Linked DNA regions of Mus musculus: regions 2, 3, 4, 5, 6 and 7 are each linked to region 1. Evidence: chromatin contacts called from public Hi-C, HiCAR-type, HiChIP or PLAC-seq and promoter capture Hi-C data. All regions are on one chromosome and are shown on one strand. The core of a region is the stretch at or near the end of the contact, and the rest is flanking DNA. Distances in the headings are between cores, read along the strand shown.

What was found. Promoter capture Hi-C pulls out the DNA fragments that hold promoters and counts their contacts. Hi-C and Micro-C count contacts between places; a contact is called where the count stands out from the background. HiCAR-type assays count read pairs that join an accessible place to other places. HiChIP or PLAC-seq counts read pairs in DNA pulled down with a chosen protein or histone mark. Capture Hi-C pulls out chosen DNA fragments and counts their contacts.
Region 2: a Hi-C map of B cells shows a contact between it and region 1, with 5 read pairs. The contact joins the promoter of A530088E08Rik here to the promoter of Zbtb22 in region 1. A contact is called at or near these places in 3 of 39 promoter capture datasets (cranial neural crest, maxillary cranial neural crest and stem cell-derived epiblast-like cells), 1 of 484 Hi-C or Micro-C datasets (B cells) and 2 of 115 datasets of contacts at active chromatin or transcription factors (embryonic stem cells and forebrain).
Region 3: a contact with region 1 is called in a promoter capture Hi-C map of embryonic stem cells, with 3 times the contacts expected there. The contact joins the promoter of Prrc2a here to the promoter of Zbtb22 in region 1. A contact is called at or near these places in 5 of 39 promoter capture datasets (the 3T3-L1 cell line, the HPC-7 cell line, cranial neural crest and 2 more), 2 of 115 datasets of contacts at active chromatin or transcription factors (pancreatic cancer cells and stem cell-derived neural progenitor cells) and 1 of 9 other capture datasets (liver).
Region 4: a contact with region 1 is called in a promoter capture Hi-C map of liver, with 3 times the contacts expected there. The contact joins the promoter of Tubb5 here to the promoter of Zbtb22 in region 1. A contact is called at or near these places in 5 of 39 promoter capture datasets (the C10 cell line, cranial neural crest, hippocampal neurons and 2 more), 1 of 484 Hi-C or Micro-C datasets (erythroblasts), 3 of 115 datasets of contacts at active chromatin or transcription factors (astrocytes, pancreatic cancer cells and pro-B cells) and 2 of 9 other capture datasets (adipose tissue and liver).
Region 5: an H3K27ac HiChIP or PLAC-seq map of microglia shows a contact between it and region 1, with 5 times the contacts expected there. The contact joins the promoter of Brd4 here to the promoter of Zbtb22 in region 1. A contact is called at or near these places in 4 of 39 promoter capture datasets (cranial neural crest, hippocampal neurons, liver and 1 more), 2 of 115 datasets of contacts at active chromatin or transcription factors (embryonic forebrain and microglia) and 1 of 9 other capture datasets (pancreatic islet).
Region 6: a Hi-C map of B cells shows a contact between it and region 1, with 7 read pairs. The contact joins the promoter of Tnf here to the promoter of Zbtb22 in region 1. A contact is called at or near these places in 1 of 39 promoter capture datasets (the C10 cell line) and 1 of 484 Hi-C or Micro-C datasets (B cells).
Region 7: a HiCAR-type map of astrocytes shows a contact between it and region 1, with 6 times the contacts expected there. The contact joins the promoter of Akap8l here to the promoter of Zbtb22 in region 1. A contact is called at or near these places in 8 of 39 promoter capture datasets (the C10 cell line, cranial neural crest, hippocampal neurons and 4 more), 7 of 115 datasets of contacts at active chromatin or transcription factors (astrocytes, embryonic forebrain, embryonic hindbrain and 4 more) and 1 of 9 other capture datasets (pancreatic islet).

What each region holds. Positions count from the first base shown.
Region 1 is chr17:33,914,514-33,917,942 of GRCm38.p6, forward strand. It overlaps Zbtb22 (zinc finger and BTB domain containing 22), which reads left to right and starts at 1,663. Exons shown (of 2, transcript NM_020625.3): 1 at 1,663-1,760; 2 at 2,304-3,429. The coding sequence starts at 2,370. Daxx (Fas death domain-associated protein) reads left to right here. Exons shown (of 8, transcript NM_007829.4): 8 at 830-1,077. The coding sequence ends at 889.
Region 2 is chr17:32,401,139-32,404,711 of GRCm38.p6, forward strand. A530088E08Rik (RIKEN cDNA A530088E08 gene) reads left to right here and starts at 1,876. Exons shown (of 1, transcript NR_029458.1): 1 at 1,876-3,573. Rasal3 (RAS protein activator like 3) reads right to left here and starts at 2,443. Exons shown (of 18, transcript NM_001374604.1): 1 at 2,383-2,443; 2 at 1,918-2,261. The coding sequence starts at 2,245.
Region 3 is chr17:35,163,131-35,166,358 of GRCm38.p6, forward strand. Prrc2a (proline-rich coiled-coil 2A) reads right to left here and starts at 1,747. Exons shown (of 31, transcript NM_020027.3): 1 at 1,605-1,747.
Region 4 is chr17:35,836,940-35,840,201 of GRCm38.p6, forward strand. It overlaps Tubb5 (tubulin, beta 5 class I), which reads right to left and starts at 1,362. Exons shown (of 4, transcript NM_011655.5): 1 at 1,058-1,362. The coding sequence starts at 1,114.
Region 5 is chr17:32,282,519-32,285,758 of GRCm38.p6, forward strand. It overlaps Brd4 (bromodomain containing 4), which reads right to left and starts at 1,615. Exons shown (of 20, transcript NM_020508.4): 1 at 1,545-1,615.
Region 6 is chr17:35,200,305-35,203,590 of GRCm38.p6, forward strand. Tnf (tumor necrosis factor) reads right to left here and starts at 1,703. Exons shown (of 4, transcript NM_013693.3): 1 at 1,351-1,703; 2 at 780-834; 3 at 554-601; 4 at 1-259. The coding sequence starts at 1,536. It overlaps Lta (lymphotoxin A), which reads right to left. Exons shown (of 4, transcript NM_010735.2): 4 at 2,861-3,286.
Region 7 is chr17:32,349,046-32,352,481 of GRCm38.p6, forward strand. It overlaps Akap8l (A kinase (PRKA) anchor protein 8-like), which reads right to left and starts at 1,532. Exons shown (of 14, transcript NM_017476.2): 1 at 1,442-1,532. The coding sequence starts at 1,454.

The sequences.
Region 1 (3,429 bases), core at 413-2,912:
TTGTGTGAAGTGATGTTTGGAATTCTGGGAACTTTTCAGGAGAGCATATAAATGGCAGAGCCTCCCCACCTTCCAGGAAGCATGGTTGGTGGTAGTACAGGGGTTGGTTGTGGTTTGTTAGTAGTCTTGCTCAAAGAACAAACAGGAAGAGAGACATTAGAATCAGAGATCCTGTCTCTCCTGTCTATCCTTTCTTTTCTATCTAGTGATGGGGGCGGATAAAGGGGAGGAAAAAGAACACACAAAGTCTCAAAGACTGGCTGTGTGTGTGTGTGTGTGTGTGTGTGTGTGTGTGTGTGTGTTTAGGTTTAACCCCATCAACCAGGAGGCAGAGGCATACAGGTCTCTCTAACTTCAAGGCCACAGTCTAGTCTACCCAGTGACAGTCAAGGTTACATAGTGAGACCATGTAAAACAAAACAAAAAAGACTTATTTTATGTAAATAGGTGTTTTGTTGGCATGCATACCTATGTGCTACATTTGTGTCTGGTGCTCATGGAGGCCAGAAGAGGGCGTCTGATCCTATAGATCTGGAGTCACGGAGAAGGCAGAGAGCCGCCATGTGAGACTGGATACAACACTCGGGTCTTCTGCAAAGCAGCTGCGTGCTTAGTGGCTGAGCCATCTTCCAGCCTTCCATCCTGCTTTGTTTTGTTTCTGAGACAAGGTCTTTCTATGTAGCCCTGACTGTCCCAGAACTCTGTATGTAGTAGATCAGGCTGGCCCCAAACTCGGATATCAGCCCGCCTCTGCCTCTTGAGTGTTCGGACTAAAGGCGTGAGCCGCCATGCCTGGCTCACCCTTCTTTCTCCTCTGACTTGTCTGCAGACCAGTGTGGCCACACAGTGCGACCCGGAGGAGATCATCGTGCTTTCAGACTCTGATTAGCAGGCCCCATGCTCCCCGTGCTCCCTGCATCCAGAAGGTTTTTTGTATGGCTGTTGGAAGATGATGGAGTAAAAGATGGACAGAGCTCCTCCCGTTTTGATGGTGTTTCTTTTGACAAAAAAAAAAAATCAAAATGTTTTAAGTTTTACACAGACACATTAATAAACAATGAATTTCTTTTTATTGTATTCTTTCCTTTACTTTGCCTTTTCTCTTGTGACAGCTGTCACCTGGATCTGCCTTTTCTATCCTGGCTCTCTTTTTAGGGCGTCCTCATCCTTAACCCTTCCTTGAGCCTTCTTCCCCTAGGCACTTTTAAAGATAAGTGCTTCGGAAGCCTTCTTAAGCAGCTTTCCTCTCTCGTTTTGAGCGGTCTGAGTGAAAAGGCCAATCAGGGGCTGACTCAAGGTGATTTGGCCAATCCAGGCCTGGAGGAGGGGGGCGGGGCTTGGGGGGTTCTCATATGCTGGGAAAAGGGCTGTTAGATCCCGCGAGCAAGCTAACGTCCAGAGCTCGGGGTGGAGCCTGGGAAGCGGAAGCCAGCACTGGTCAATGAGACAAGGTAGGCTTGTCGGATTAAAGGGGAACGAAGGTTTCGGCCAAACCAATTCCTGAGTCCTCAGCCGCAGACGGGACCTGGTACCTTTAAGGCGGAATGAAGCGCCGGTTCTTTAAAGGAAAAGTGTCGCTGTCGGTCGACTTTTGCCCAGCGGCACAGGAGGGGTGCTGGCCTGCGCCTTTAAGGTCGCAGGTCCGGGAGGCGGAGTGGAGGCGGAAGGCGGAGGGAGTCGGCACAAGATGGCGGCGGGAGGGGCTGGGGCTGCGGCTCTGGTCGCGGAGTGAGGGGGGGGGCCCGGGGGCGCGCGGCCAGGTAAGCGGGGGCGCGCGGGGCTGGGGGCCCCCCTCAGGCTGGGGAACAGTCCGAGGGCGCGATTGGGGAGGACTGGGGGGCGGGGTTCGGGGGCGGGGGCAAACACGAGGCGGGGTCGGGGATCCAGGGGGCGGAGCCCTGGAGGGTCCTGAAGGGGCGGGGTCGGGATCAACTGGGGGCTCTAGGGGGAGGAGCTTGAGAACTGTGGAGAACACCCCTTCACCCCAAGAAAATCGGTACGCAACACCAAGGAGGGGGCGTTCTTTTGAGAGTGAAGCCGTAGACTAGGATAGACGCCCCTTCCCTGAGAGCCCCCTATTTCCTGACCCAGGAGCGAGAGTACTAAACTTGGAATACTTTCTTTGCTAGCGCTGCGGTTTGGTGGTGTTTGATTGGATGTTTTACTTAATAGTGAGCCTCAGTTGCCCCGTCTGTACCATGGGGTTGACAGGGGTACCTGTTTTTTTTTTTTAAATACTGTGATGGCTTAAAATCAGTGATGCTTTCAAAATGCTGTTATTCTTTTTTTTTTTTTTTCCCTAGAGACCCCCCCGGCCGCCCTCTTCTTTCCTTTGTTCCTGTGGCTGGGGGGGTATCTCCTTCCACAGCATGGAGCCGTCTGCTCTGTCACCCAGTGGGGCCACACTCCCACTGCCTCTGTCACTGGCTCCACCGCCACTGCCTCTGCCGGCAGCTGCAGTGGTACACGTGTCCTTCCCTGAGGTGACCAGTGCCCTCCTGGAATCCCTCAACCAGCAGCGGCTCCAGGGTCAGCTCTGTGATGTGTCCATCCGCGTGCAGGGACGGGAGTTCCGCGCTCACAGGGCCGTCTTGGCTGCCTCCTCTCCTTACTTCCACGACCAGGTCCTACTGAAAGGCATGACTTCCATTTCCCTGCCAAGCGTCATGGACCCAGGCGCTTTTGAGACTGTCCTGGCCTCAGCTTACACGGGCCGCCTCAGCATGGCTGCTGCGGACATTGTCAACTTCCTCACAGTGGGGTCGGTCCTCCAGATGTGGCACATTGTGGATAAGTGCACTGAACTCCTTCGGGAGGGTCGATCCGCAGCCACTACAACCACTGTCACTACTGCTGCAGCCCCCTCTGTCTCTGTCCCTTGTGCCAGTGTCCCATCAGGGAATGGGGGCACTGTCGCCCCTGCCACCGTAGGCTCTGTCCGTTCCCATACCTCCAGCAGGGCCAGTGAGAATCAGTCTCCCAGCAGTAGCAACTACTTCAGCCCCCGGGAGTCGACTGATTTCTCCTCTACCTCCCAGGATGCATTTGTGGCCTCAGCAGCAGGTAGTGGGAACCGTCGGGATGGTGGCCCGGTGTTCCCAGCCCCTGTGGTTGGCAGTGCGGGTACCACCTCCGGGAAGTTGCTGCTGGAGGCCGATGAGCTATGCGATGACGGTGGGGATGGGAGAGGGGCCGTGGCCCCCGGGGCTGGGCTCCGGAGGTCTAACTGCATGCCTGCCAGTGCAGTGCCACAGAAACACTGGGTGTATGTGAAGCAAGCTAGAAATTGCCCTGCACCAGCCTCCCTGGTCCACCAAGACCCCGATCTAGAAGATGAGGAAGAGGAGGAAGATCTGGTGTTGACTTGTGAGGATGATGAGGATGAAGAAATGGGAGGCGGCTCTGGGGTTCCTGCAGGGGGAGAGCCCG
Region 2 (3,573 bases), core at 626-3,125, 1.5 Mb before region 1:
AAGAAGGAAGGAAGGAAGGAAGAAAAAAAGAAAGAAAGAAAGAAAGAAAGAAAGAAAGAAAGAAAGAAAGAAAGAAAGAAAGAATTGGGCCTGGTGGTGCACACCTTTAATCCCCACAAACAGGAGACAGGGACAGGCAGATCTGTGAGTCTGAGGACAGCCAGGTCTATGCAGCAAGAGCCTATCTTGGAAAAAAAAATCCCCATAATATGAAACCACTTTTCTAAATATAACATGAAGGCTGAGCTGTTTCTATGACATTTATTTAGTTTGTGCTTGTGCACACACATTTGCCATGGCACAAGTGGAGGCCGGAGAACAGCTTGACTTTATTGATTTATTTGTGTGGGTTCAGGAAGGGGAAGGGCAACACTTAGGTGTCAGTCTCTCCTTGGCCATGTGGGCTCAGGGTTTCCACCAGGTGCTTTGACTTGCCGGTCACCTCGCCAGAGCCTCAGTTGTTTTGAGATAAAGCCTTGTTACATGGCTTACGCAGGCCTAGAACTCAAGACTGATCATCTTCCTGCTCCTGCCTTCCAAGTGCTGGGATTTTAGTAGTCCTAACCCTGATGAATGGAAGGCATTTCAAAACTTTCCAGGAAAAGAGCTGAACTAACCATGAGCTTCCAGCAAACGCCAGCTCAACCAATCTTTCTTTTTTTTAAAGATTTATTTATTTATTATATGTAAGTACACTGTAACTGTCTTCAGACACACCAGAAGAGGGCATCAGATCTCATTATGGATGGTTGTGAGCCACCATGTGGTTGCTGGGATTTGAACTCATGACCTTCAGAAGAGCAGTCAGAGCTCTTAACCACTGAGCCATCTCTCCAGCCCGGAACCAACCTTTTAGGTGTATTTTCAACCCGATTTTACCACTAGAGGTGATACATACAACTCTTCTTTTTTTCTTGGTGGTGGGTGTAAAACCCACAATCCCACAACCCCTCCCATGTTAAGCAAGTGCTCTATCACCGAGCCACATCCGAGGCCCTAACTCTTTCCTACAATTGGATCTCTTAGTATATGCTAGGCCCTGGTCTCTAATCTTCCTAGTGTCCACTAGTCTCCCAGTTCTCATTTTGCAGCAGGTTTGTAACTGTTCCTCCCCCACCCACTACAACGTGAACTCCACAGGGCAGGGAGTGTCATCTGCTTTGCTGACATCTCTCCTTAGTGCTTCACTCAGGGACCAATTCGATGCTCAAAAAACTTCTGCTTGGCCCAGCAAGATGGCTCAGCAAATAAAGGTGCTTGCCTCCAAGGCTGTCTGAGTTTGATCCCCAGGACTCACGTAATTGAAGGAGAGAACTGACTCCTGAAAGTTGTCCTTTGACTCCAGGAACCATGGCTTGCTTGCTCCTTTCTAATATAAATAAATAAATGCAGGTTGTCCTCTGACCTCAACACGTGTTGTGATAAAGGACACACACACACACACACACACACACTGAATGAACATCTGCTTGAATGAATGAATGAATGAATGAATGAATGTTGTCTTTAAGGCAGAGAAGGGGAATTTCACATTCAAGGAAACAAAGTAAGACATAGGCTATGTATATATGGCAGCTCAAATCCACATGTAGCCAACGGCTTGGTCTACTGGATACCGAAGACAACAACCGTCAGTGCCAAGAACAATTAGACATCCTCACAGTACTAAGGTGCATGCATCCATTCAATGCTCCTTTCTCAGCTGAACCCCAGCTGCCTACGGGTCCTGCCAGTCTTCCTCGCCCCAGTTTAGGGGGAAAGAGAGATGAGCGCTGCTAGGGGCCCCAGCCGCTTCCTGCTGGGCTTTCATACTCCCCACAACTTCCTGTGTCTAGAGGGCTGATGCTAGATTGACAGACAAACACCCAGGCTTCCGGCCACCCAGCCTAGCCCCAGCTGGATTGGGGGAGAGCGTACCTGGGGCCTTCGGATTTGGCTTGGGTTCCAGTGGTGCCACGTTCTTGTGCCTTCCCCACAGGGTCTTGGAAAACCGGAGGCGATTGGACCGTGACTCCTTAGGGGGTGCAGAGAGGACCCGACGAAACAGAGATCTGGGGGCTGGCTGGCTGTTCACCATGGGCTCCTGATGGCTCAGGGCCCTTCCCCAGCCTGCAAAGCGGCCCCAGCGGAACCCTCCAGCAGCCTTTTCCCCACTGCCTCCAGTGTGCCAGCGGTAGGATGTCAGCGGAGAGGGCAGCGAGGGCTGCGTTTGGGAATCTTCTTCACTCTGCAACGGTGGGTCCATGGCGGAGGAGTCTCTGCTGCGAGACCAAAAGGTTCTGAACATTGTCTGCCCACATTCTGGCTTCATCTTCCCTGGTCTCTTCTCAGCTTCGCCTCCAGGAACATACTTGAGGATGCCACACGTACACCCTCCCTTACCTTGATTTCCTGGCCAGTCCAGAACCAGCAGCCGTCTGTACTGTGCCTAGCTTCCTTCCTCAGAACCTAGCTCCACGTGACCCTGTCTTGTCTCCCCCGCCCCCCCCCCTTTACAGTCAGGCTGGGAGGGCATGATGGGGGCAGGATGCGGAGGTGGCGGGGTGGAAGAGAGGTTGGCAGTTCTGGCTTCTGACGAGAAGGTCTAGGAGGCAGTACATACTTCTCTTTGAGCTTCAGTTGCCTTCTGTGAAATGGGAACATCTTGGATAAATGCTGGCTAGCAAGGCCCCCTAAAGTCTCCTGGTGGCCGGAGTGTGGAAAGACTCACTTATGTAGGGAAGCTGCCACAATTTTATTGGAATGGATTTATTATTTGTGTGTGTGTGGATGCTATAGTGCTCATATGGTGATCAAAGGACAGCCATGTGGAGGTAGAGTCAGTTCTCTCCCACCTTTGTGTGAGATTGGAGGCTGGAACTCCGGATCGTACATGGCAAGTGACATTACCCGCTGAGCCATTCACCAGCCCCTCCACCTTGGGAGTGGAACCTAGGGCCTGGGTGCAAGGCCTATGCTCTATTACTTAGCCACATGCCTAGCCGTCTTTTCATTTTTTATTATACAGACCGGGCCTTGAGCTCACGGCATGTGTTGTAGCCCAGGCTGGCCTTGGACTCTTGGCTAGACGTTCCCCAAACCAGTGTTAAGTTAGAACTAAAGATTGCATGTTCGTGACAGTTGTAGCCCTCATTGTGCCACACCTCCAGTCCTTGTTCTAGCATGGTTATGTGGCTCTCCTCAGATCCAGTATTTCCCCTGCTAGGCAGACATCCAATAGACATGGCCACCAACACTGCACCTAAGGACTCCATAGACCCCAGGTGTCCACTGACAGCTGGACAAATACTCAGTGACATTTCCACACCGAAGAGTATCGTATAGCAAGGAAAATGAATAAATTCTTTAACTAATGATGTCAGACGAATCACAGTGCGGAACAAAAGCAAAAGCTGAAGAGTATACCCTGTGTGAGTTCAGTCATCTAGTATAGAGTCCTAACCTTTACTCAGAGTGATAACTACACACACACATAAAAATCTAGTACTTAGGAATCTGAGGCAGGAAGCTTGTGAGTTCAAGGGGGAGCCAGGGCTCTCCTGCAAGACCCTGTATCAAAGAATAAAAAAACTA
Region 3 (3,228 bases), core at 497-2,996, 1.2 Mb after region 1:
ATACTTGGTTCTCTGGCTTGTGTAAAACACTACAGTCTCTTAAGCAACCACCATCCACTTGGCTTCCACAGCCCCCTTCCCCCTGACATATCCCAACAAAGAAAACCAAGTAGCAACCTAGTATCTTACCCATCTATCCTTTGTGCCATTTAGAAATGGCAACTAATCTTACACTCCTCCAAAATAATTTCAGAGACATACGATTAAATTGAACAACCAAGTCAAAGCCCCAGAGAAAACCAGAATGAGGTACACAACTCTATCGAGCAAGTACAAGAACTTCAGATTGTCAACCTATTAGACACCAGCTCCCTAATCACGCCCCAGGGCCCTGTGTCCCAGGTTTCATTCCCAGCAGCCTTAAGTCCCATCTGGGAGGTTTGAAGGAAGGTATGCTGGGAGCTTAAGGATTTTTATGAGCTTGCTCTCAGACCAGGAGCTGGTGCCAGACTAAGCCTTACTAAACAACAGGGGCTCCACAGAACCCCTGGATGCAAAATATTCCATCTATTCCTTACATAGCCCCCACACAGGCTCTTGGAAACAATTCTGCTGGCAGAAAAAAACAAAAAAACAAAAAACTAGTGGACCCCATGTAAAACTGAGGAAAACCACAGCATGACGGAGCTACCTCGACAACACCCTGTAACCATGGGCCAGGCAGCAGAGGCCAAACCCAGAACCAACTACCATTTTTATCCTCATCCAGTCTCTTCATAAGCAGTCATTTGTTCCCCTAACAGCCCTTACTCCTCAGGCAGGAAAAACTCTACATCTGAATCCATCCTCGAGTGACCGGGCATTCATTTGTGGGTGGGAACAGTGTGAAAAAGAGATGGAAGATAGCAAGAAAGCATGCAGGCCTAGGATGAAAGCCAAAATCGGGGAGAGAACTAACTTTACCACAAGCCAGAGAAAAGAAGACAGGGGTTGCTCTCTAGGCACTTAAGGAAGGCAATCTGAAATCTACCATGAAAGGGGGAGAAAGCAGAAAAACCGTAGAGCAGACAGATTTCAACTGCTAAAGAGAGAATCAAGCAGAAAGCAGGGAGGGAAGCAGGAACGGCTGAGGAAGGCTGACAAGGGGCAGTGTCAGGGGAGCTCAGAAGAAAAGAGGGAAGAGGAGGAGATAGGGCCATGGGGGGAAAAGGGAACGCAGAGGCTTGGGGGACGCAGAAAGGCGAAGATGCTGGCCGAAAGCGGGGCTCCAGAACCAGAGTGACTCGACGCAAAGACCAAGAAAGACCGGGAGCCATAGCGCCGGGTGGCAGCAAGGGCTCCAGAAACACCAAGAGCCCCTCAAAGGGTAGGTCTACAGGCGGCGGAGGGGCCCCGGGCCGGCCGAGGGGCCGAGGGCGCGACGCGAGCAGGAACCGCGGCCTGGAGCGCGGTCGTGCCCTGAGGAGCAGGCTGCTGGGCCGCGGCCGCCCCCAGCCCTCCACAGCGGCCTGGGAGCGGCCGGCGCAGGCCGAGGGGGAGGGGCAGGCCGGCGGCAGGAGGACAAGATGGCGGCGGCTGATGGCAGCTTCTCCCCCGGCCCGCCGCCGCCGCTGCCGCCGCCCCGCGCCGGAAAGGGCGTCAGCGCCCAGCTCGCCCAGACTCACCTAGCCGGGTGCGTGGGGGTCCGGGACCCGGGCTCAAAGGCTTCCCGGGGCGGATGGCGGCGGGGCGGGGGCGGATGGCGGCGGATGGCGCCGCGCTCGGCTCCTCCCGTCTCCCTCGCTCACTCCGCGGCTGGGCTCCGACTAACGGCCCATCCGGGCAACCGCCGCCCCCGGGAACACCCCCCACCTCCCGCCTCCCTCCGCGGCTGGGCACGCCCCCTTATTTGCATAGGGGGCGGAGCCCTTACTCTCCGACCCCTCCGCTCTTCAGGGCTGTCCCTACTTTAAAAAAATAAAGGCAGTGTGTGGAGGATATTTGCATAAAGGGGAGGGACTTACAGACGCTAGGACGCCGGTTGGCTAGGGAGACGTCTTGGCGTCGGCAGTTGAGACGCGTAGACCGGGCGGAATGCGAGGCCGTTGGGGCGCAGAATTTACACGACGGATGGTGGGAGAAAAAGGATGCGCATGCGTAGTTGGTCCGCGGACGGCTGGGAGCCGAGAGACACGCAGGGAAGGGATGCTAGGCCCCGGTCACTCTCAGCGGAGAAGACGGAAAGAACTGCGACGAATGGAAGGGATTAGTTAGTCGAGGGCGGAGTTACATAGACCCTGGAAGAATTTCAGGTCTGGTGTCCATTCGTGAGAGGTAAACGCGTCAGGGAGGCGGGGCTTTCCAGTTATCAAATCACGTCATGCAAATGAAGTGGATAGGCAAGCCAATCAAAGGGTCCAGAGGAGTGTATCATTGACTTTCTTCGAGTAGGCGTTCTTCGAATGGTTCTGGGTATTTGCATAATATATGCAAACAATTTGAACAAAGGCAAGGAATGACCTACTCTTCCAAATTTTAGCAGCGACTAACTACGGCGGATATTTGACATTTAATTTTTATGCTCAATAGTTTTAAAAACTGTTTTTATAATTAATGTTCCTTCAACAATGAGTTTCAGCTTTAAAGGTCGTACTACTTCCCCTCTTTGTTTCTTAGTACTTGACTGTAGAAATCTTTGCCTCTCACCACACTTACACTTACTCAACATTTTCCTGTGAATTTTTATGTATATTGGTGGGTGCTCACTGGCCTTTACAAACCAGAGGTTGACGTCCAGAGGGCTCGCGCAAACACTTTATTTTTTGAGACATTCTTTTCATCTTTCAGTGAATCTTGATACTTGGATGGCTGAGCTCAGATTCCATATGGACTGGCCAAAGAGCTTGAGATCTTTCTATCTCTGCATCCCGGTGCTGAAGTTACAGACAGGAGTGATCTGCCCAGCCTGGACATGAGTACAGGAGGTCCAAACTTAGGTCCTCATGCTTGTTAGCAAGCATTTCATCCGCTGAGCCATTTTCCTAACTCTAGAAACATTTATTTGTTTTTATTTTATTTGTATGCATATCTACATATATGCATATGTACCAAGTGGGTTCCTGGTGCCACCTGGGTTCTTGGTTCCTGTACCAAGAGGAGTTCAGATCTCTTTGAACTGGAATTACTGGTGATTGTGAGTTCCCAGATGTAGGTGTTGGGGATCGAATCCAGGTCCTCTGAAAGAACAGCAAGTGCTGAGCCATCTCTCCAGTGGTCATCAGTAACAGTTTGAAGTACCAGAGACATGCA
Region 4 (3,262 bases), core at 112-2,611, 1.9 Mb after region 1:
GCGCTATAAACCTCTATGTGGGCGGATTGGAGCCCACCTATTTGGCTTTGCACCCAGGTTGGCTCCTGAAGCCAGGAACCGCCCTTCCAGGCCAGCACAAAAGAGTTGGGGGAGAAAGGTGCGGCCACTGCAGTCGCCCACCCCTTACGTGCTCCACGTGACTGCGGTGGCGGGCCGCTCCTCCAGCAAACCACAAAGGCGGGAGCAGCGCGGGCGGGGCCTAGCTCGAGGGGCGGGGCCAGTGCGCCCCCGCGGGTAGGGGCCGCATTGTCCCTGCGCGCCAGGGGCTCCAACCCCGCCCCCAAAGGGTCCCACCCTTCGGCTACAATTTAGCGGCCGCACTTCCTCCCTCCCCTCCCCCGCTACATTGTTAATTGCTAGCAAAAAAGGGGGAAAAATCTTTAAAAAGCCCCATTGCCTATCTTTATTCCCTTCCTTCCCTCTCCTTAGTCTCCCAGACAGTCTCACATATTTGAAAAGCTCACTTTCATACCGCTCACACCCTAAAGGGCAATGAAAAGTAAAAGTAGGCCCCTATACAGAGTCATTACCTAAAAAAAGCATTGGGATGGCGGGTTCGATGGAGTGTCCAAGCCTTTGTTGAGAGGTAATGCGCACCGGGCACCTCTGCAGCTGCCCGCCAAACCTCGCCCCTTCCCCCCTCCATTCTGTTCCAGTAGAGCCCTCCAGGCTGGGTGGGGGTGGCGCAAGGGGAAAACCTCGCCTCGGCTTTGTCTCGGATCGTTTCCGCATCCCTCCAGTCCTCGAACCGTTAGAAAACCCCTTTTAAGACCAGCTCTTCACAGTCCCTCAGCCTCTCCTTTTCCCTAAACTCGAAAGGCTCTTTTATTAGCTTTCCGAAAATGTGCCAAGAAAAACATTTCCTCATTTTTCAATATCAGAACGCTAGCTACAAATATGGGTTATATTTATACGTGAAAAACTTTGAGGGGCCAAATCTGACGGGTGGAGAATGCAAGAACTCCGTGAACAATGCTCACAATTAACACAGAATTCTCATCTTTACATATTTCAGCTAAAATTTTAAAGTCCTTACCTTAGCACCGATCTGGTTGCCACACTGTCCGGCCTGGATGTGCACGATTTCCCTCATGGCTACGGTTTACTGAAATAATTGTTTTTGATGGTTCCAATGTAGGTACCGAACAAGAAAGAAAATTAAGGTTTTTGGGGTTTTTTTCTTCTGGGCCGGTCTCAGACTGAAAGGATGGACCGGAGCCCGGGAGGCTGCAGCAGCGAGATGCAAGCACGACCGCAGGAAGGTTCTAAGAGGCAGAAGAGGCCGGCGAGCGCAGGAGGGAAGGCGCGCAGGGCGGGGCTCGCGTTCGCGCGGCCGGGGGCGGGAGATAGGCGGGCGCCCCGGGTCTTAGACAAAGCCTACCCAACCAGTCGCTGATTAGACCAACCGATCACGTGCCAGGCGGCCATTGGTTTCTGAGCCAGTGGCGAGCGCAGTCTTTTTTGGGAGTTGTAGTTCTCTATTGTTGTCCACGCTGCAAAAAGAAGTTAGGAATGGGTGGGTACTGTATGAGGAATTGGGGTTATCTTGTGTGTGTGTGATTTTATTTTTTCATGAAAAATGTCCTCACACGAGATTCCTATTTTCTATTCTGAGAGAGGATTTTGTACTAAAAGAGGTTTGGAGAAATGTAGTAATTAGGAGATCTGAGGTGCCAGAGTTGGAAGGTGTGTTGGACACGCCCTGCCAGCTGCCCACCGCAGTAGGTCTAGAAAAGCCAGACTGCATAGCTCAGCGGAAAATCCTGAGAACTATGTTGTCCTTCCCTGATACACAGTATCTAGTTCTTTGTGATCCCAAGACAGGAATTTCAGTAAGGCACAGCTCCCTCGCATCCCTCCAGAAGAAAGAATTACCCTTCTGTTTCCAAGGGAGTTGTCTCAAGGATTTTCAAAAGAGAAACAAAATTGCAAAGATCGTGGTGAAAACTGCATGGAGCTGATGTCCCAAAAGAATGAAGGTGTACTGGCTGGTTTTATGTGTCAACTTGACACAGACTGGAGTTATCACCGAGAAAGGAGCTTCAGTTGGGGAAATGCCTCCATGAGATCCAACTGTAAGGCATTTTCTCAATTAGTGATCAAGGGGGAAGGGCCCATTGTGGGTGGGGCCATCTCTGGGCTGGTAGTCTTGGTTCTATAAGAGAGCAAGCTGAGCAAACCAGTAAAGAACATCCCTCCATGGCCTCTGCATCAGCTCCTGCTTTCTGACCTGCTTGAGTTCCAGTCCTGACTTCATTCAGTGATGAATAGCAATGTGGAAGTGTGAGCTGAATAAACCCTTTCCTCCCCAACTTGCTTCTTGGTTGTGCAGGAATGGAAATCCTGCCTAAGACAGAAGGTGTATGTAAAATCTGCGTGGGATTTGGGCCTTTCAGACGACGCTGAAGACATTCTGGTCATCCTGTCAGGACAGGCTGTAGGGTGGACAGACTAAGAGAATGTCAGTCTTTAGACAGTGCCTCCCTCTCTCAGACACTTGCTTGAAGCAAGGGGATTTGTTTGTTTTTCCAGTTAAATGATTTTATTCATTAGGTGAGTCTGTGGCAATGTGCTGGAACTGAGCAGGAAGAAGGGAGTTGATTGAATGGGCTCAAGTTAGAGGCCTTAATGTTCTCTTTCCAGGGTTTCGAAAATTACTAAGTATCCTCAAAGCTTTAAAGGGATACAAAATGATTAATTAGAGCAAGAGTGGTTCACATGATTAGTCCCCGAATTCTGACTAGAAGGCAAGGGAAGTTCAAGGTCAACACCGGCTACCTAGAGGCTACCTAGACAGCTTGAGGTACAAGCTTTAGCTTCAGTCTCTAAATGAACAAATAGAAAGGAAAAATTAGATTGTGCCTGCCCAAACTCCCAAGAAATACGGATATTGAGACAGAAGGATCATTGCACTTTGGAGGCTAACCTAGTCTACAAAATGAGAGCCTGTCTTGGAAACACAACATACGTGGGGCTAGAGAGATGGCTCAGCAATTAAGAGAATTTGCCCTTCTCAGAACAGGTTCAATTTCTGTCACCCATAGTAGTAGTACACAGACATACATGCAAGCAAACTACCAATACACATAAAAACCTCTTTTAAAAAGAGAAACAACAACAACAAAGGGAAGGGTCTAGTAAGCAGTATCTAGAATGTAAGCAGTATCTAGAATGTAGTAAGCAGTATCTAGAATATAATCGTGTTGTACCAGTGAAAGGAAGGAGGATCCCTGTGAGTTCA
Region 5 (3,240 bases), core at 365-2,864, 1.6 Mb before region 1:
TCTGGGCTTTTCCTTCTAGATTTGATCAATTCAATTCAGTCTTTGACAGTGTTACCTTTTCCAACCTTCCTAGTTGAAGCTTTGAGAAGGAAGGAGTTGGTTACCTATAAATGCCCTCTATGGAAAGATCATTCTCCATCCAAATTAAAGTGAATAAAATAATGTTCTTGTAAATTATTGTAAAGCCCATAAAACTGAGCCCCAGCTGAAGACTTCTAAACAGGGTTTGTCTGTATACCCTGGCAGTCCTGGAACTCACTTTGTAGACTAGGCTTGCCTCGAACTAAGAAATCCACCTGCCTCTGCCTCCCGAGTGCTGGGATTAAAGGCGTTCGACACCACGCCCGGCTAGCTGAAGACTTCTTGAAATTGAAAACACATTCATAATTCCTTTGCATTTTTGTGGGTGACATTCTTTTTTTTTCTTTTTTTTTTTTTTAATTTATAGCTGTCTTCATAAACCCCAGAAGAGGGCATCAGATCTCATTACAGATGGTTATGAGCCACCATGTGGTTGCTGGGATTTGAACTCAGGACCTTTGGAAGAGCAATCAGTGCTCTTAACCGCTGAGCCATCTGTCTAGCCCTGTGGGTGACATTCTTTACAACACCCAAGCTCTACCAATTCCAAGGGAAGTTGACATCTCCATTCATAAAAATTTTCCAATTTTTTATTATAGCACTGAAGAGCACATTGGCTTAGAAGTACACTGAGAGTTGGATTTTAGTAACCAGGGGCTATTAATATCACCTTTGATGATAAGTAAAGACATTCTCAAGAGGGCTGCTGCAACTGGCATCCAACATATATACACACACAGGAGATAATCTCACCAGATTTCGAAAAGCATAAACAAGTAAACAAGCAGGCTAAAAACACTTTTAAAAAAACAAACAAAAAAACCCTTGTCTTGAGTAACAGGGAGGTCAGCCAATCAGCAGAGGCACATGACTCACCCACCGGCCTGAGCAAAAGTATTCACACTGTCCACTACACTAACGTGGGATTTCCCATCTCCAACCCAGCTCGGCCTTGGGGGCTTCTTGTTTAAGTGCTATTTCCGTGTTTGTGTGTAAGGGGGGGGGGGGTCATTTTGCTGAATCACAACTCTCCAACATCCCCACCCTAAACCGACACACTCCTGCAAGTAAGAAGCCATTGCAAGGGACGGCAGCAAGCAGAGACCCATCAAAACAAAGCACCCAAAGAGTAGGCTTCCAGGTTGGGAGTGGGTGGGTCGAGAGGGACTCCTGGTCCTTCGTCACCCTTCCTGTCCCCTGGGTCCAGCCTGGAGCAGGCGTGCAATGGAAGCTCTCTCCCTGTGAACAAAATCTTCTACCTCTTTCTAGGCAGAGCTCCGGGGACAGCCGGAAAGGTGAGACTATGAAGCGGGAACTCGCTATCCCAGCACTGGCAGGAGTACCCAGCTGACGGAAGGAGAGCGCGCCGGGGCACGACGCGCAAGAGCGACCCGCCCCAAGGGGGAACTGCAACCAGAGAGAGCGGGCGGTACCCGCGGTCAGCATCCCCGGCCCGGACTTACGCGGCCCGGCGCGCACCGCAGATCCAGAGGCAGTCGCTTCCTCCTCCTCCTCCTCCTCCTCCTCCTCACTTGACAAAATGGCGGCGGCAGGAAGTGCCGGGAGCTTGGCCCGCCCCCCGCCCGCCCCCGGCCGCCCAGCGCGCCCGCGCCCCCGGTCCCGGTCCCGGTCCCGTTCCCTGCCGCCGCCCGCGCCAAGGGGGACAGCGGCGGGCGCAACTGCCCCGGTACAAAGTCCGCGAGCCCACTCGGCCGCCGCCGCCCCAACGGCGCGGGCTGCCCCGGCAGGGCGCGAGAAGCACCAGGCTCCGGGCCCACGAAACTGCGGCCTCCCCACCCCCGCGCCGATGGCGTAGGTGGTGGCGCACCAGCCCCATTACGCAATGCAGGTTACGCGGGCCGCGCCGTGGGGCCCCGGCAGCCCGCCTCGCGGCCGCGAAGGACACCGGTCCCCTCACCTGAGACGCTAGGCCGCACGCCGCCGCACGCTGTCCGGGACGCCAAGCCGGGGCCCGTCCGCCGCGCCCGCCGCGCCGCTGCGCTCACAGGCCCCGCTCGCCCGCGGGCACTGCTGGCAGCCTCCGCCGCAGCCGCCGCCACTGCTTCGGTTCCTCGGCTGCGGGAGAGCAGAACAAACAGCCCTGCCGCCGCCGCCAGCGCACTGATGTCACCACGCACGCTGCGCGCGCGGCCCCGTGTCATCGCCGCCGCCCGGCGTGCGCGTCCCGCTGGTCCTCCCAGGTCCGGAGAGCTTCGTTAGTGCCGGCGGCGGTTGTAGAGGTGAGGACAGGAGACTGGCTCCCCCGACTGGGGGGAGGAGGGCGGGAGTCCTTGGAACACGATCGAGGGTCTCTGAGGACTGTGTACCCCAGAGGGATACACAGAAGAGGGAAGATCAAGAGAAGACAAGAAGAGTCTTCAGGGCCATCCATAAGGAAACAGCTTTTCGGAGGAAGCCGACACGCAGACTCAGGGAAGGAACCTTGCAGATGAGTGGGGATCTTCACATGCAAGAACGACAAGAAAAGATTTTTTTTTTTCCCCCAGAGCTGAGGACCGAACCCAGGGCCTTGCGCTTGCTAGGCAAGCGCTCTACCACTGAGCTAAATCTCCAACCCCAAGAAAAGATTTTTAATCCAAAAATTTAAATAATCCGATGACAGACTCAAAAGAGCAGATGGTGAAGAGAGCCCTCAGACAGGTGATAGAGGAACATTAAGGCCAGAGGACTATGGCTAGTTGTGTGTCAGTGGGAACTGACAATTGCTGAAAATACAGACACGTTTCACTATATTCACTACACTCAATTTATGGAATCAACTTAAGGAAAATATTTCATGTATCATGAAATAAGAGAATGAGCCAGCGGGGATTTTTTTTTTCAGAGCAGGATCTTAAGAATTCTTACCCTTCTTGTCTCAGCCTTCCAAGTAATGAGATTACATGTGTTCACCACCACACCCAGGTCTTCTTGGCTGGCCTCTGTAGAGGAGCTGAAGATTGATCAGTACGGATCTCTAAGCCTAGAACATTCTCTTTCTTGTCCTCCAGATTAACTTTAATTCTTGAAGACGTAAGTCAGCTCCCAGCATACTCTGAACTAGGTATGTGACCATTTGAGGGGTTGCAAAACATCCCAGCCTGGAATACAGAAGATCTTTGAGATTTTTTAAGACAGCATTTCTCTGTATGGCCCTGA
Region 6 (3,286 bases), core at 453-2,952, 1.3 Mb after region 1:
GTGTCCTTGGGGCAGGGGCTCTTGACGGCAGAGAGGAGGTTGACTTTCTCCTGGTATGAGATAGCAAATCGGCTGACGGTGTGGGTGAGGAGCACGTAGTCGGGGCAGCCTTGTCCCTTGAAGAGAACCTGGGAGTAGACAAGGTACAACCCATCGGCTGGCACCACTAGTTGGTTGTCTTTGAGATCCATGCCGTTGGCCAGGAGGGCGTTGGCGCGCTGGCTCAGCCACTCCAGCTGCTCCTCCACTTGGTGGTTTGCTGAGGGGGGGGGGGAGGATTGAGTCAGTGTCACCCTCTTAGTTCACACTCCACATCCTGAGCCTCAGCAGCTACCCACACTTCACTTCCGGTTCCTGCACCCTCTGTCTTTCCACATCCCATTGGCTATGAGGTCCCGGGTGGCCCCCTGATGCCTTGCTTTTGAGTCACTGCTCTGACTCTCACGTGCTGTCTCTAAGAGCTCTGTCTTTTCTCAGCCTGGCTCGACACCCCTCAACCCGCCCCCCAAAATCATGCCCCTTCATTCTCAAGGCACATGTAAAGAAATCTTACCTACGACGTGGGCTACAGGCTTGTCACTCGAATTTTGAGAAGATGATCCTGGAGGGGAAGAGACAAAGGCAAGGATGAGCCTTTTAGGCTTCCCAGCAAGCATCTATGCACTTAGACCCCTTTCCTCCCAAACCAAAGCTTTAAGTTCTCCCCCCACCCCATCTCATCCCATGCCTAACTGCCCTTCCTCCATCTTAAATTAAGAGAGAGGTGTGGGAACACTTACTGAGTGTGAGGGTCTGGGCCATAGAACTGATGAGAGGGAGGCCATTTGGGAACTTCTGTGTAGGAAAAGGAGGTTAGTTAAGACAGACTCACCCCAAAGGAGAAGCCTCCCGGCTGATTGCCCCGCTTACAGTTCCTCTTTGCCCCACCCCACCCCCCAGCTTTGTGTTTTTCTTCTTCATTCATTCATCTGTCCAACCCACGGCTTCTTTCTGCGGTGCCCTCTGTGCTTGATCTCCCGTTATCTCCCCTTCATCTTCCTCCTTATCTCTCATGCCTCTCTCATTTCTGTCTCTGAGTTTTATCTCTTGCTTATCCCCTCTTCCCCTGGCCACATCTTTCCAGATCTCTCCACGTGTGAACACACTTGTTCGTTCATTCATCTCTCTGTGCATCCGACGAAGGATGTTTAGTCAGCTGGACGCATGGGTCCGAGGTCCTGACTCTGTCCCCTCCACACTCTCCTCCACCTTGCCCTGCCCATTAGCCCACTTCTTTCCCTCACACTGTCCTTCTTGCCCTCCTAACCCGTTTTGCTTGTGAGCGAGAATAAGGGTTGCCCAGACACTCACCTCATCCCTTTGGGGACCGATCACCCCGAAGTTCAGTAGACAGAAGAGCGTGGTGGCCCCTGCCACAAGCAGGAATGAGAAGAGGCTGAGACATAGGCACCGCCTGGAGTTCTGGAAGCCCCCCATCTTTTGGGGGAGTGCCTCTTCTGCCAGTTCCACGTCGCGGATCATGCTTTCTGTGCTCATGGTGTCTTTTCTGGAGGGAGATGTGGCGCCTTGGGCCAGTGAGTGAAAGGGACAGAACCTGCCTGGTTGGCTGCTTGCTTTTCTGGGAGCTATTTCCAAGATGTTCTGGAGTTTCTGTTCTCCCTCCTGGCTAGTCCCTTGCTGTCCTCGCTGAGGGAGCTTCTGCTGGCTGGCTGTGCAGACGGCCGCCTTTATAGCCCTTGGGGAAGAGGGCGGGGAAAAGCTCTCATTCAACCCTCGGAAAACTTCCTTGGTGGAGAAAACCATGATCTCATGTGGAGGAAGCGGTAGTGGCCCTACACCTCTGTCTCGGTTTCTTCTCCATCGCGGGGGCAGAGGGTTTGGAAAGTTGGGGACACCCAGGCATCAAGGAATCTCCTCCCCGTCGTCCCCACCAGGATTCTGTGGCAATCTGGGGCCAATCAGGAGGGTGTGTGTGTGTGTGTGTGTGTGTGTGTGTGTGTGTGTGTGTTGTATAGGACCCTGAGAACTGAAACCCATTTCTTCTCTGTCCTCCAGAGCTAATCATTGTCTGTTTCTTTGTAGAAAGACCATGCCTGTGTCTATTTCCTTTTGATTTCTAAATGGGACATCCATGGGGGAGAACTTAGCATGGGGGGGTGCTTCTGAAAGCTGGGTGCATAAGGGGGGAGACATGATATTGAGGAGGGAAAGCCCCCTGTTTGAGTTCTTGGAGGAAGTGGCTGAAGGCAGAGCAGCTTGAGAGTTGGGAAGTGTGCATGGGCTTTGGGAGGGCTGGTGGGGGGGGTAATGGGATGAGTATGGGGCAGCCCCAGAGGGAATGAACTCAGCCCTGGGAATTCACGGACCTCACAAGCCTTCTCCTTTCACTCTGATCATGAGCTCAGGCTGCTGCTTTGGGTCCCTGCTCCCAAGTGAGTTTTCCACGGAGCCTCTGCCATATCTTGACTGCGGTACATCAACTCAGACATTTAGGTCCCACAGCCCTGCTTCCAGGATTTCTCCCAATCCGTATGACTCCCCGGTCTTCCAAGGATTCCCCTCCCCCACCCTCCCACTCCTAAACACTCTCCCACCCTCCAGTGGAGTCACTTCTCCCCAGAACCCTCATCTCTCTCCACCCTTGGATGGATCTCCCTAGCTCATCCTTTGGGTCTCCTCCGGCAGTTAAGCTGCCTCACTCCCGTGAATCCACCATGTCTCTGGGAGCTGCCTGCTCCTCATGTCTCTTTGCTCTGCCCGGATCCCATGGACCAACTGAGGCCTCTGTCCCCTGCTCCACTCCTTAAAGAGACCAGGAAGTTTCTCCCCCAACGCAAGACAGACACAAGCAGACAGAATCTCAGAGAAAAGAGGTTTATTGGGTTTCACAGATGGTGCAGGGGGTCCCTGTGGATGTCTAGCCAAGCAGTGGCTGGCTTTTAGAGCTTCGTGCTTTCTTCTAGAACCCCTTGGTCACCCACATCTAATTCTCTCGCCATCTCTCTCTTAGATGGGTCCTGTCTGAGGTGAGACACCTTTGTGTCTGGGACCTAGTTGTCATCTGACGGCTTTCTATTTTTCCCCTCTTTCTATTCTCTATAAATAAATAACTTAACTTTTCTCTCCATAAATAGTCAACCTTCCCCTGTTCCCAGCCACCTCTCCCATGTCTGTCCCTCCTTCATGTCCAGGTCTCTGTCCGACCTAGACCCACAAAAACCCTGCTCTGTGCAGGAACTTCTAGGTAGGCTTGAGTCGTCCCCTGAGCATCTGGAGTGGCCCTGGG
Region 7 (3,436 bases), core at 282-2,781, 1.6 Mb before region 1:
ACAGATACATGTAAATAAAGTAAAGTATGTTGTGGTGGAAGCCATACTATGCGCTTCAGGCTGCAGAGTTGCAGCCCTACCCTTTATCCACTAGATGTCAGTAGCACTGCATACCAGTCCCCCACCTCCACCCCCCCCCTGCCCATACACACATTATATAGATAAGACAAAACAGGACTCCAGATATTGCCAAATGTACCCCTGGGAGGTGTGAGGCAGGCAAAATCACCCTGGTTGAGAACCACTGGCCTAGAGGATGGTTGTTAAAAATCCCAAGGTTCTTGGCAAGCATTTGACCCAGGGGCTTAGGAGGACTGGCATAAAGCTCAGGTTCCATTGAAAGCCTTAAACATTCCAAACAGAATGTGGGTTATCCAGCAACCACTTAAGTTCAAGCCTGAAATACCTCCAGTAAAGTGGGAGGCACTGTCTGTGGCACTGACTGATAAGTTTCATTGGCAAACCCAGGGAGCCTTGGCAACTAACTCACTCAAGAATGATTCTACAGTCACTCAAGCATATTCCACACCCCTCACCATGCTCCTCACCCACCTTCCTCTTTGCTCAAATATCACTGATCTAAGTAGGTAGGCGGTTCCAGCCCAGTATGTTTTACAGCGACAGCTATCTTTACTCTTTCCTATTTTGCTTACATCTCTTCTTAAACGTCACCCTTCCCAGAGGCTTCAAAGCTCTCCGTGTAATGGCTGAATCTCTTCAGGATACCCAAGACCCAAAATAATATATTTATTGTATTTTGTCTGTCCTCGCCTATAAGATGCTTAAGAAATTCTTGTCAGCATTCAGTGTCTATTCAGCACCTGATTCGGTAAGTTGAGTGGAAAGTAGTCATTCGTCACCAGGGTTCAAGCTTGCTCTCTAAAGCTCCCTGCAACGGTTCAGAGCCTTCATATAGATTTACAGATTCTCACCGCCCCCTGGGGGAGTGAGGTAGGGGAGGTTGGCTCTCCCCCCCTCCCGCTTTATACCAGATGAAGTGGGGGGAGTGCCATGAGTAAGGGTCTGCGACGTTTTGCACAGAAACTGCTCAAGGGAGGCAATGGCGACAGCAGCCGCCCCAACGGACTGATCTCAGAAGCTCAGGCCTGAGAAGCGACGTCTTAGACGTGGGTGTCCGTGGGGCACTAGCCAGGGAATGACGAACGGAGGTGCGGGAAGCCTGAACCTAACGTTGAGGCCCAAGACCTACGGTCACAGAAGACACAAGCAAATCCTTGAGTAGCCAGGAGAGTCCAAGATGCCCGGCTGAGGTCAGTGAGAGCCGAAGCTTGAGGGATGCGACCCCGAAGGGAAGAGCCTAAGACGCCATTTTGTGACCACAGAGGGCAATGACCACGACACTACAAGAGGAGATCCTAGCATGACTCAGCCCGTCCTGACGCCCCGGCCCAGAGCGCTGCCTTCACCCTGTTGGGCCTACCTGTGTAGCTCATGGCCGCAGAGAACACCCGAGCCGTGGACACAGACCGCTACTCTGCGCGTCTGACGCCACAACAATCCCTGGGGTCCTTCCACACACGCTCCAGCCCCGCCTCCTTATCTCATTGGCTTCTGCAAACCTCGGACTTCACGCCTATTGGTTTCGCTACCTGTCTATTTTTACACCTCTTCGTGACAGTGGTTGGAGATACTGCCAACCCCCGACGACCCCGCCTTACTCTCCGCCTCCTGTTAACAAAAACCTGCGCCAATAGGCCAAGGGGAGAAGATGGAAAGGTTCGAAGGGGCGGAGCTGCATGCAACCTAGAGGTCCGAGCCCACGCGTGTGCTCGCCTGGTGTGTGCGAGCGAGACACTTGCCAGCGTGAGCAGAGACGACCGTCTTGCGCCCCGCCACTGAAATGAAGTCAAGAATGGTAAAGCCATGTTGAAAGGAGAAAATTAGTATCTAACTGCTAAACAAGGTCCTGACAAACGTTATGTGAGATAACGTTAAAACAAACGAAGAAGGCCATGTGTAGTAGCTGACTTCTGTAACCCCAGAATACCGGAGCCTGAGACAGAATGACTCGAGTTTGAGGTCAGATTATACTATATGAATTCTAAGCCACTCTGGGTTCCAGTGAGTCCCCGTTTCAAGGAGGGGTAAAGAATTAGGGCCAGTTTCACAAAGTAAATAGTAAATATTATTTTCTTATTAATCGTTACATAACAATTAATAGTGTTTGTAAGGATATAGCTTGGTGGAAAAACATTTTATCCTAGCATGTACAGAAGGCCTTATGTGAGCTCTCCAACTGCAAAATAAAGATGCTTTTGAAAATTTTATGTGTATTAGTGTTTTGCTTGCGCGTGTCTGTGTGAGGGTGTCAGATCACCTGAACTGGAGTTTCAGACAGCCCTGAGCTGCCATGAAGGTACTGGGAATTGAACCTGGGTCCTCTGGGAAAACAGCTAGTGCTCTTAACTGCTGAGCCATCTCTCCTGCCTCTCAAAAACCACTTTAAAAATAACTGTTTATGTGTATGCTATTTGTTATACAAGTAGTATATCTCAATGTATCATATATTATTGCAAATGCTTGACATAAGAACCTATGTTCAATGCTCAGCTCCACAAAACGAAAAATGTAACCCAGTACCAGCCTTGTTCTAAGCACTATGCCTGGCTCCTCCTGGCTGTGTGGAAAGTCACCATGGGAGGTATCCTTGGAAGAACCCTAAAAATAAAACAATGGATAAACTACAGCAAGCTCTGCTTCTATGATTCATGTACCTTCTTATGGTTTTGAGAAATGTTAAAGTAGGTGTTCTATTGGTATTAAGGAATGTTTATCAATTCTTTTTAGGCTTATGTATTTGTTTTGCTTGAATATATGTCTATGCAACTACATGCACCCCCAGTGCCTGAGGTGGTCAGAAGAGGGTACTGGATACCCTGGAGTTACTGTGAGCTGCCATGTGGGTGCTGGGAACCAAATCCAAGTTCTCTGTAAGAGCAGTGTGTGTTCTTTGCCATTGAGCCACCTCTCAGTTCTTGTTAGCAGTTTCTTTAGGGGTAATAACAATGGCATTCTTTAAAAGGCCTAGATCCTTCAAAGAAACATACTGAAATAGTTGATATGATAGCCAAAACTGTTCTTCACAATTTAGTTGGGGCAGGGGAGGTAGAGAAGTATAGATTAGGCTGTTGCTGTGATTAAAAGGGCTTGTTTTTACCATTTGTCCAGATACAATGTCCTGACGATAATTTCTCCCCACTTTTGCAAAAGAAAGCCAGTTGCAGTGGACCATGTGCATGTGACCCGGGAACATGCGACATAAGTCCGCTTTATGTGTACTGCCTCTTTGGAGTGCCATACTTTCTGGAATCCTAGATAAAGTACAGCCCCATGATATCTCTAGATCCTGCAGTTTACTTTGTAGCACTTGGTGTGATTTCACCCAAGGTCTTGTTTAATTTCTGATGTCCTCACA